2 separate regions of the Columba livia genome follow, and region 2 is linked to region 1. A link is a contact called in public Hi-C data. All regions are on one chromosome and are shown on one strand. Each heading gives the region's core, a stretch centred on a gene start, on an enhancer-like site or on the middle of the called end of the contact. The rest is flanking DNA. Distances are from core to core; before and after follow the strand shown. Region 1 overlaps ANKRD11 (ankyrin repeat domain containing 11). Region 2 overlaps ANKRD11 (ankyrin repeat domain containing 11).

Region 1 (5,122 bases), core at 662-3,161:
TGCCGGATCTGCTGTCGGAGATTTCGTGAAACTCCGCAGCTGCTGGCAGATCTTCGGGTTCTTACTTGGGTCAGATGTAACCTCAGCCGATGTAAAGCTGTGATGCAAAGCATGTGTTGCAGTGGGAAGAGTCGCTGGGGTTGCTGCAGCGATGGCTGGAGTTGAAATGAGCCCCTCGTGCTGTGGACAAGGGCTCTGCCCGTGGCGGCGTGAGGTGCTTGTGCCTGGGGAGGTGGCGTTGGCACGAGGGCTTGCACAAGGGAGCGGGGTGGGGAGCTGTGCTGGACGAAAAGGAGAAGCTGGAGATACCAGTTGCATTCAGAAATCTGCTACTGGTTTTTCGTGAGTGAGCAATAGCCTGCTATTCCTGGTGCCTGAGCCCCCTTCTCTGCTGCATCGGACCAACGTGCTGGAGATATCACTCATGGTGACATCCCAGTCACACGTTTATTGTCCTCTCCTCCTTTACTTCATTACGTCTTGATCTCTGTAACCTCTTTAACATGTGTAAATGCTGAAATGAGATTATCTTTAAAGAGCCCTTTATTAAAAATGTAGTGACCTTCCTAATCAGAAGAAATGTTCCTGTAGCTGCTTTCTCCTTTCCTGCGCTTCGACAAGTAGTGAGAGCAGCATGGTGAATCATCTCACCGGGGTGACAGTTTGGGCTGAAAACCGGGTGGATTTATCCAGGTGCGTCATCGCTGTGATAGACCCCAGCACCCACGCCCCTGCCCACGCTGCTCCCATGGGAGTCCCGGGGACACCTTCCTCAGGCTGAGGTTGCAGTTCAGAGCAGCTCCAAACCTCACTAACCTTCAGCCTGATGGTGAGCGCGGTGCTGAGCTCCTGCTCTGCTCTGCTGACTCGTGGCCAAACTTTTTGGGCAAGCATTTGTGGCGGCTGCTGGGGGATTTGTGCGTGGTGGGCATGGCTGGTGGCTCTCTGGTGGATCAGAAGACCCTGATTAATATCCTCACTGCTTCCCAGCCCAAACTGGCCCCAGGTCTGAGCTGACATGGGACCTGCACCCGCTCTGGTGTCAGCAGCCCCAGCTCAGAGCGGCCGCCCGGCCGTCCCTGCCACAGGACACTGCCGGGCGCCTTGCAGAGGGATGAGCACCTGTAAAAGGGCATGTGAGGGACTAAATTACAAATGATTTGAGGCGTCCTTTCAGTGCCTGCTTTTACTGAGAGCTTTACAGCTATTTGAATCCAGTAGCAGGAAAGGCGGTTTCCCGAGCGAGGCAGCCAAACGCTGGTGGCACCCGCAGAGCAGATGGGTGTCGTGTCCCTGCCCAGCCCGGCAGCAGAGCCTTTCCCTGAGCTGTGTGTACTTGTGCCTGGGATCCTGGTTTCCTTCGGGGATTGCTGGAAACTCCCCACATCTGTGTGCTGTTTATTGCTTTGGAGCTGATGGCTGGAGGAGCAGGGTGGTCTTGCTGCTTTACCATTGGTAATTATTGCCGGAGCTGACGAGCCTTTCCTGTACGGTTCTGGTGGAGCCCTTGGCGTGCAAGGATGATCAGAGAGGAGGTTTTTTTTTCCCCTTGTAAAATATATTCCAGCTCCAGTTTGTAATGTGGTGAGAGGGGGAGCGAGAGAAGGGAACAACAGCATTAGCGGATGTAGAAGTAGCTGGAATGAGAAGCTTTTGTGCCATTAATAACAGCCCTGGCTGGCAGCCAAGGCTGGGAGTGTGGGATTAGCCTGAACAATCAAGACTGCGGGATCAAAACAAGGAGGCAGGAACAGCGAGGTCACGCTGCTGCCATCTGCGCTGCCGCAGTGGTGGGAGGCGGCGGAAGGGGAGCCGTGCCGGCAGCTCCCGAACGGCCCTGCGCCGCGGCCAGGCCTTGGGCTCCCAGCTCTGCCGGCACCTTCCCGGCGTTTTTGGGAAATGGCTTCTGAAAAACAGGAGCGGCTCGGTGGGGCTTGGAGGTGCACTTGGCTCCGGGGTGAAGGGCTGAATGGTGGTTGTGGCGGAGGGTTTGGGGCGGGTGTTGGTGTGCCAAGGCCTATTAGCCACGTGGTGCTGGTTGTGAACCCGTCGGTGACCCGGGGCAGGTATGCTGCGGCTTTGCTGGGGACACGGCAACGTTGCCTGCACCGACCCTTGCAGGGCTCCATGTGCCCTTTACATGGTTTCCAAAGGACCAACAGGAGATTCCTGCTGAAAGATGAATTTCAAAGCAGATGGAGGCAAATCTTCAGCTTCACCCTGGTCTCCATCAGCTTCTGCTGAAATACCTTCTGAGAGTATCAGAAAGCAAAATGATCCGCATCATTTACGCTGCTTCTCCTCTGTTTCCCCCCTCTGACCTAGTAAATCTTTCTGTCCTGCAAGTGTAAATACAAAAGCTGAAATGCAGTAGAAGCAAAGCAGCGTCCCACAAACAGCCTCCCAGCTCTTGCTAAAAATATCTCTGCGCGGTGCAGTAACTCCCAGGCATTCTTTTGTCTGACTGCTTTTGAATTCCCTAATTGAAGTTGGTTGGAGGGCAGTGCACCAGTTTCCTGAATAGCTCAGATGTTGATTGTGAGTTAAAAAACAAGAGCAAAATTGTTTTTCCTTTGTGCAGCCATGCTTTTATTTACCTCCCCCCCTCCCCGCCCCTACCTTTATAATATCTGTATTTTTACTTGCAATTTTATTTTGTAAGACAACTGCATTAAATATATGTGTGGAGAAGCGGCCCAGGAGGCAGCGAGCGGGCAGGCGCAGTTTTCGGTACGTGATGCCACGTGCGCGGTGGAGCCGGAGTGCCGGAATGGTCCAGCCTGGCACAGAGGCGCGCTGCAAATGGAGCTTAACGTAGTAGGAAGTGTTAATAATGGTTCCTAATTGCCTACTAATAACTAAATCTGTGGAATTTGGCAGCAATTGGGGTATAGTTTTCTCCTGCAATCTGTCCGTTCCCTCCAGAAAGAACAAAGTTGCTTCACTGACGTACAGCAGCACGTCTTAAATTCACCGAAGGTAATGGGTGGAAAGTTTTCCAGATCCCGCATGGCCTCCGGCCCTCAGCAGAGCCCACAAGGGTCCTTCCCTGGATAAAAACTGCCGCGTCTTGGTCCAGCACTGCAGGATTTAGCAGAGGAAGAAGAACAAAATCAGGCTGGTTTTCTCCCTTTTTTCTTTTCTTTTGAACTTGGAAATACAGCAGCCCAGGCGGTTGTCGAGTGCTGGGAGCACCATGTGCGTGGGTGGCTCGTCCGGCTCTCAGGGACGGGTCCCTGGGATCTTGTGGGGACGGGTGGAAAAGTTTGTGACCAGTAATATGTGATAAGTCACAGTTGGTCTGAGAAGCTCCCCAGAATATATCTGTTGGGTAAACGTGATAAACCGCGAGTGCTCAGAGCTCCTCTGTGGCTGGTAAACAAACACAAATGTTGCTTTCACTCAAGCCTCAGTAAATTAAAGGTTTGAAATTGTGATGGAGGTTGGAGAGCAGCTGATTTCAGATACTGCTTCAGGAGCTGGGGTTTATTCATGCTCTTGCTGATGAGCAGCGTTTTGTAGCTGCTCAGCAGCAGCAGAAAAACAAGCACATTTTTTTCTGTTTTCAGGGATAACTGCAGTGAAGCGTGGGGGGCCAGGGCTGTGCTGGTACCGAAGTACCTCCCCATCCCTGTGCACCTCGGCAGGCCCCAAAACTTCCATGGTGCACAGGGTGGGTGCTGGTGCTGCCCCCCGAAGCGGGCGCAGGGACCAGTGCCGCAGCCCCTGGCCTGGGGACACAGGGAGCCGGGCTCCTCCAGTGTTTCCTTGGAAATGGAGCATCTTTGTAGTTCGACACACGCAAAAATAGGAAGCCGAATGGGTGAGCTGGCAGACTGCATGCTGGGTTTGCTGCCGCTCACCCTGCCGCGGTGGAAAAAACAGTGAGATGGGTCTGGGGGAGCCTGTGGCAGCGGGCACCCCGCTGTCCTGCCCTGGGCACCCTGCTGCTGGGCACGGCCATGGGGGCCCAGCTGCCGCCTCCACCTGGCTCTCCTCACCCCCCTTCCCACAGCAGATGGACTCTGGAGGTGAGAAACACTCTCATTGCCCAGAACCTCCCTTCTTCTCCGACCCCGCGGCTCCTGCTGGCGGAGAGGCCGGTGGCGCCAAGGAGGGCTGTGCCAGAGCTGGGCAGGATGGCTGCGGTTCTGTGCCCTCCTCTTAGCTCCTGGGTTAACGTTTAACCTGTTGGCGTTTCAGTGCCTTGGGTTGTTTGATGTTATGGGGCACTTTGTTCAGCTCTGGCCTACAACTGGGTACAGCTTATCTGCTGCGAAGGAATGTGAAGAATTTCATGGGGAGGAAGATGAGACTTTTCGCTTTCCCAGTGGGGGAAATCACGTCTGGGCAGGTGACATTGTCGTGTTTTCTATACGCAGGCAGCTCCCTGCTTTGGGAGCCTGTATGTTAAGTTTCCACCTGGCCAAAACATTTTCCTTCGGACTGTAAACTTTAGAGGGGAGCGCGCTCAAATGGAAAAGTTGACGCAGCCTTATCTGCGGCGCAGCCTCGCGCTGATAGAGGAATCCGAGCCCTGGCTTATGTCAGGCTTGAAGCTTTCCTCTTTCCTTCCAGCAAACCACATACCGCTGCCTTGGAGCCGTTCCTTCATCGGGGGCACATCTTTCAAGGAGCATACTTTGGTCAAGAATCGGGTCTGGGTTCATTTAAAATATATTTTGAGTTCCCACCGGCTGCCTCTGCTCCCTCCTTGCCCGATGCTGTTTGAATGGTCCCTCTTGGAGGGCCGGGCAAACAGCAGCACCCCTTCTCCAGAAACTTTAGCTCTTGTCTTCTGTAGGCAATTATTCTTGCAGGAGACATTCAGGTCACCCGTTCCTCTCGCGCAGAAAGTGACGCTTCTATGAATGACTGATGCTTAACATAGTCAAGGGTCACCTTACCCAGCTCAGGGTGCCCACGGCTTTCATTGCAGCGTGTGGGAACAGCTTCTCAAACTCCTGCCGGCTCTGCCGCCAGCACTTCATTAGCAAGAAAAAAAGCCTGGAAATAAATGTGCCAGCTGTGCCCAGGCCCCATGGCCAGCGCGGCGGAGCCGTCCCAGCACTGCCTGGTGAGGTGGGAACCGCAGCTCCCCCACGCACCGTCACCCTGATAA
Region 2 (4,924 bases), core at 1,708-4,207, 54 kb after region 1:
TCTGCTCTGGGTGAGGCGTTTGCAGCGGGAGTGCAGCAGACAGTGGCACCTTTGTGCAGGGACAAGGTTTTCAGAGCCACCGGCTCGTCAGCCGAGGGAGCGCAGGAGGAGCGAGCAGCACGAATGGAGCTGAGCGGTGCAGACGTCCCCACGCGCTGCTGCCCTCGTCTGCCGGAGACTTTCACTCCACTGGCGGTTTGGTGAATGAACGAGGAAATCCGCACTTCAGCACAAAGTCCAGCGGTTGAGTTTGAGCCTGTCTCTTGGTGGTTTTGCCTGAGCTGCTGGACTTTGCACAGAGGCAAAGGAGGTTCTGTCCTGGTGGTGGCCACGTGGGGTGACCTGTGTCGCCTTGTACAAAACAACGAAGGGCTGGGTGAGCAGAGCGGGTTAGAGCTGGCGGGCTGCAGGATTTGCTGTTCCCCGGGCACAGGCCGGGTGGTGGGGAAGCGACTGGATGCCGCTAGTCCATCAAGCATCTGTGTGATCTGTTCCAAATCCTCTTGGACCTCCACATGTCCCCACACACTTTTGCCTCTCAGTTTCAGGGCACTGGAGCTGGGGACCTGGTGATACATTTTGGGGGTTTCCCCTCCCTGGCTGCTGGGAGCCCGAGCCCTGCTTCTTGGAGAGCATTCGCAGACACTGACCTGTTTGCAAACCTCCTTGTATCATCCCTCTAACACTTTCTGGGATTCTCAAAATACCTTCAGCAAAATAATAAGCATGTTTGGAGTCAGATGTTTGTGTAGAAGGGTGCCCTTGCCTGTGCTCCGTCACTGGAGGAGCTGCCGTGCTGCATGGGCAGGGACAGCAGGCCAGTGCTGTGCTCCTCGTTGGGGGAGCATGAACGTGCGGCCTTGATGTGATAGATAAATAACCCCCTGGATTCCTCCGCGGCTCCTGGCAGCGTCCTGGCCAGAACCAGCCCCTGCTGCGGCCGAGCCCGTGGGACCCGGGGGCTGCACGAGTCAAAACTCCTTTTCGTTAAAAAGATTTTTACTTTGTGCTTCAAAGTCACGGGGAGGATTTGCTCTCTTGAAAAGCAAGCGCGGTCGGTTTGAGAACAGAGCTGCTGTTTATGCGGGAGGTTTTGAACAGCTTGGCTGTCGGGTGTGTTCGTTACATCAAGGATGCAGCAACGTGTTTTGCTGTTCGGGTTCTTCAAGCAGCATCAGACTGGCCTTGATTCAAATGGGTGTTGGGGTGCACGATATGAGGGCGAGGAGGCGCTCACCTGCCTTTGGGAACTTTGATGGCTGCTAAGAATATCAGCAGCAGCACTCTCCACGCAGCAGGAGCCCTGCAGTTAGTCTGGTTATAAACAAACTGTGTCGGTGCTTAGAAATAGATGTGAGCGAAGACGGATTTTCCACTCACACGCACCATATCTTCCTTCTGCTGCTTTGTGGGTTTAGGACAGTTGCTGGGTAGGAGGGATGCAGCTTGGCTGCTGGCAAAGAATTGCCGTGCTGCTCTGCAGATACATATCCTGCCTCTCCTCCACGAAAGGAAACTTAATTTTTGTTTCCTGATCTGGCATCTCGAAACTCTGTTCACCAGCACATCCCTGCAGTGGGACCGCAGCTCTGCAGCCCCGTGCTTTGTGCTCCCGCTGGGCAGCGTGCGCAAGCAAGCAAACCAGGAGCGCAGAGGAAGGGCTGCTGACCCCCCTCGCGTGCGGAAAGGATCAGTACTTGCATAAAGAAAACTGGAAAAGTGCTCAAGAAAAGCTGTAGGGTCAGGGTTGTGGCAGAGGTCGGGTGTGTGAGCCGGGCTGAGCTGGGCAGGGAGGGAGGCAGCGAGTTGCACTGTGCTCAGCAGGGACCAGTTCCCAGCAGCTGGAAGCGGGGCTGCTGTGGGAGGCATTGGGAGCACAGCTGGCAGTGCAGGGAGGGCTGGGGTTTGGCCGGCCCTGTGCCCATGGCCTGGCAGCAGCTAATCCCAGCTGGATGATTGAGGGGACCGAGTGTCAGGCTGGGATTAGTGGGATGACTAGCCCGGCACAGGGGTTTCTTCCTCCCTTCTCATTTTTTGGGGAGTTTTTCAGATGCAGGAGGGGATGTGGCTGAATAGTCATCGCCCTGACTGCGGGCAGGTGCTCTCTGCTGGGCTGGAACCCCCACTTTGGGAGGAGAGGACCAGCCCAGTGCTCCCCGGGCCAGCAGAGCCCTTGGTTTGGTGATGACGAGAGCATGAGATGGCAACGTCTCCAATCTGTCAGCCCGTATCTCGTTAGCACTCATTGCTGGTGCTTTTAGATGCCTCCAGTCCATGCTGTGTGGTACAAGGTTGCGTCTGCTCCTTGAAGCACCATCGGCATGAGATGGAGACTCCTAAGAACAAGATGAAATGTACGATGCTGGCAGCGGCCCCGCAAAGGACCCGCTCCCTCCCTTTCCCACTGCTGTTTGACGGTTTGGGGAGAACCGGCTGTGCGGTGCATGTCCCGGCTGCAACCGCAGCGGCTGCCACGAGTACCAATGCCCCCAGCGCAGGGATGTGGCTGCCACAGGTACCCCCAGTGCAGGGATGTGTCCATCACCGCAGGCCGTTGTACTTGTGAGATGCAGAAGCAGAGCTGGAGAGCTGTTAACGCTTTGCTCAGAATTGAGTGGGTTTTTCAGTTACAGCGACATTCACAGGTTGTGTTTCTGTGTCTCCTCGCACCACAGAAAAGCAGGGTCCCGAGCGGAAGAGAATTAAAAAGGAACCCGCCACCAGAAAGCCTGGCTTGCTCTTCGGAATGGGCCTTTCGGGGATCCGGGCAGGCTACCCGCTCTCCGAGCGCCAGCAGGTCGCTCTCCTTATGCAGATGACAGCAGAAGAGTCTGCAAACAGCCCAGGTGAGATCCCAAGGGGGGTTTGCTCAGAGGTTTTGCTTGTAAGCTGCTCCATGGGGTCTCCCCGCTCTCAGTGCTGTGGGTGGGATGCTGGAGAGGGGACACAGGCACCCCCCGGCTGTGCTGTGGCTCTGGGCACGGGCCGTGGCTGCCGTTCCTTCCTCCAGACCACGTTGGTGGCAGGAGATGTCCCCCGGGCCACGCTCAGCCTGCCCTGGCCACATAACCAGAGCTTTGGTTCCGCGGGAGCCTCCTCCACGGCACAGCTCCACGTTTCCACTGGCCTCTCAGCCTGACTCAGTGAAGGAGCATTGTGAAAAAAAGTTAAAATACCATCCGCTGTGGGTTTTTTAATGTTTCTTGTTGTGGAGAGGGATAGGACCCGTAAGCAGTGCAGCTGTAACTTGAGATGCGGAGCAGCTGGAATGTGTTTACCACGGATTTTGTGTTTTAGTAATTTTTATCTGTTGCATACATGACCCCGCAGAGTTTTTAGAGGCACTGTGCTGTCTGTCTGTGCACATCTGCAGCCTACACACAAACATTGCAGCTTTTAGCCACATAGTTTGTTCTTGACACCGATCTAGCAGCTTATGTTGCTGTTACTGGGGGAAAAAAAGTGAAAAAAAAGACAAAAAGCTGTGTTGTCCTCAGAGGGATGAACTACTCTCCCAGGAAATGTGCAGCCTCGTCCCAGGGCTGCCAGACCTCACATGGACTTGGGAAAAGCCACTTCCCTTAGGAAATGAGGTTTTAGGGTAGGGAGCTGCATTGTTTGCCCCTAAATCGTGGGATCGCCTGCAGCCCCTGCAAGGGCCGCAGCTCTCTCTGGTGGGCTTTGGCAGCCTGCAATTAATATCTGCATTCGACACACGCAGGCTGTTCTCTGTCTGCGCTGTTGCCTTACGGGGAGCGTTCTGGGGAGAGGCAACACGAAACGTGTTGCAAGAGCTCCCTCTAAGGGCTTCGGCCTTGCTTGGAATTCCTGACTGTTTCTCTCCTCCCTGCAGTTGACACAACACCAAAGCATCCCTCTCAGTCCACAGTTTGTCAGAAGGGAACTCCTAACTCTGCCTCCAAAACCAAAGATAAAGTAAATAAGAGAAACGAGCGGGGAGAGACTCGGCTGCATCGAGCTGCCATCCGAGGAGATGCCCGGCGCATCAAGGAGCTCATCATCGAGGGTGCAGATGTCAATGTGAAGGACTTTGCAGGTAAGCAGCCTGCAGGGCAGCACACCCATCCGGGCCTTTTCCCACCCACTTGAACATTCCAAGAATTGCTCCTGCCAGGGAAAGCAGTTACTTTTTAACATGGGTTTGCTATTTGTAAAGAAGGGAATTAACCAATAATAAGGATGTAGCCCTTTTGGAGGAGTCTTGCCATCCTTTTAAAAAAATACCCTAGTGCAGATTTGTTGACCTAATAAATCCCTGAGCAAGATCGGTTCCCTTGGTGCAGTTTGGCAGCTGAGTTGCCAGGCTGCCCGGTCTGCCCTGACCGCGCTCCCGCTGGGCGGCGATGCTGGGCTGGATCCGTAGTGATCCTGGGGGCTGCCGTGGCTCCGCACTATGTGTCTGTGACTTTCTGGTCCCTTTTCTCCTGCCCTTCCACGTGCGTGCTGTCTTGGGAGTCTGGAGGGGGGTTTGCAAAGGGAAATGGGCTGGTTTAGCTCCTTTTTTTACTTAAAATGTGGGAAATTATGTGCACAAAAATACTGAGAAGAGTGGGTTTGTAAAGCCATCGCTCCAGCATTGAGTGGCTGATGCCTGCAGCGTTCTGGGCGCTGTTTCTGAGCACCGAACGTGGGGGTGCCGCTGGCAGGAGCGGTGCCAAGGACAAGGTCAGGCTCCAGCTGTGCCAGCCGGGCAGCTGAGTTAGAGGAGATGATGGTAACACCTGCTCCTCGTCATCCTCCTCCCCATCAGTGCTGCCAAACTCTCAGTGCTGGGAGCGGGGAAAGGCGCCTGGGATGGGCACGGACACGAGTCCTGGGCGAGGTGTGAGCAGTGCTGTTCGCACACCCGCACCAGCAGCAGGATGGATCAGCATGGGGCACCTTTTCTTCCAGCACGTCCGAG

The links. A called contact is a pair of places that touch in the nucleus more often than the background predicts.
Region 2: a contact with region 1 is called in a Hi-C map of liver, with 2.0 times the contacts expected there. The contact joins two enhancer-like sites. A contact is called at or near these places in 2 of 2 Hi-C or Micro-C datasets (crop and liver).

What each region holds. Positions count from the first base shown.
Region 1 is chr13:6,202,585-6,207,706 of bColLiv1.pat.W.v2, forward strand. All of the region lies in intron 2 of ANKRD11 (ankyrin repeat domain containing 11), which reads left to right. Among named protein-coding and RNA genes, the nearest start is that of ANKRD11, 68 kb to the left of the region's middle. Within about 2 kb of position 1,912, at least 3 of the 3 cell types and tissues checked have an H3K27ac peak away from gene starts, as active enhancers do.
Region 2 is chr13:6,255,129-6,260,052 of bColLiv1.pat.W.v2, forward strand. It overlaps ANKRD11 (ankyrin repeat domain containing 11), which reads left to right. Exons shown (of 14, transcript XM_065028721.1): 6 at 2,676-2,846; 7 at 3,854-4,057. Among named protein-coding and RNA genes, the nearest start is that of SLC22A31, 19 kb to the right of the region's middle. Within about 2 kb of position 2,958, at least 3 of the 3 cell types and tissues checked have an H3K27ac peak away from gene starts, as active enhancers do.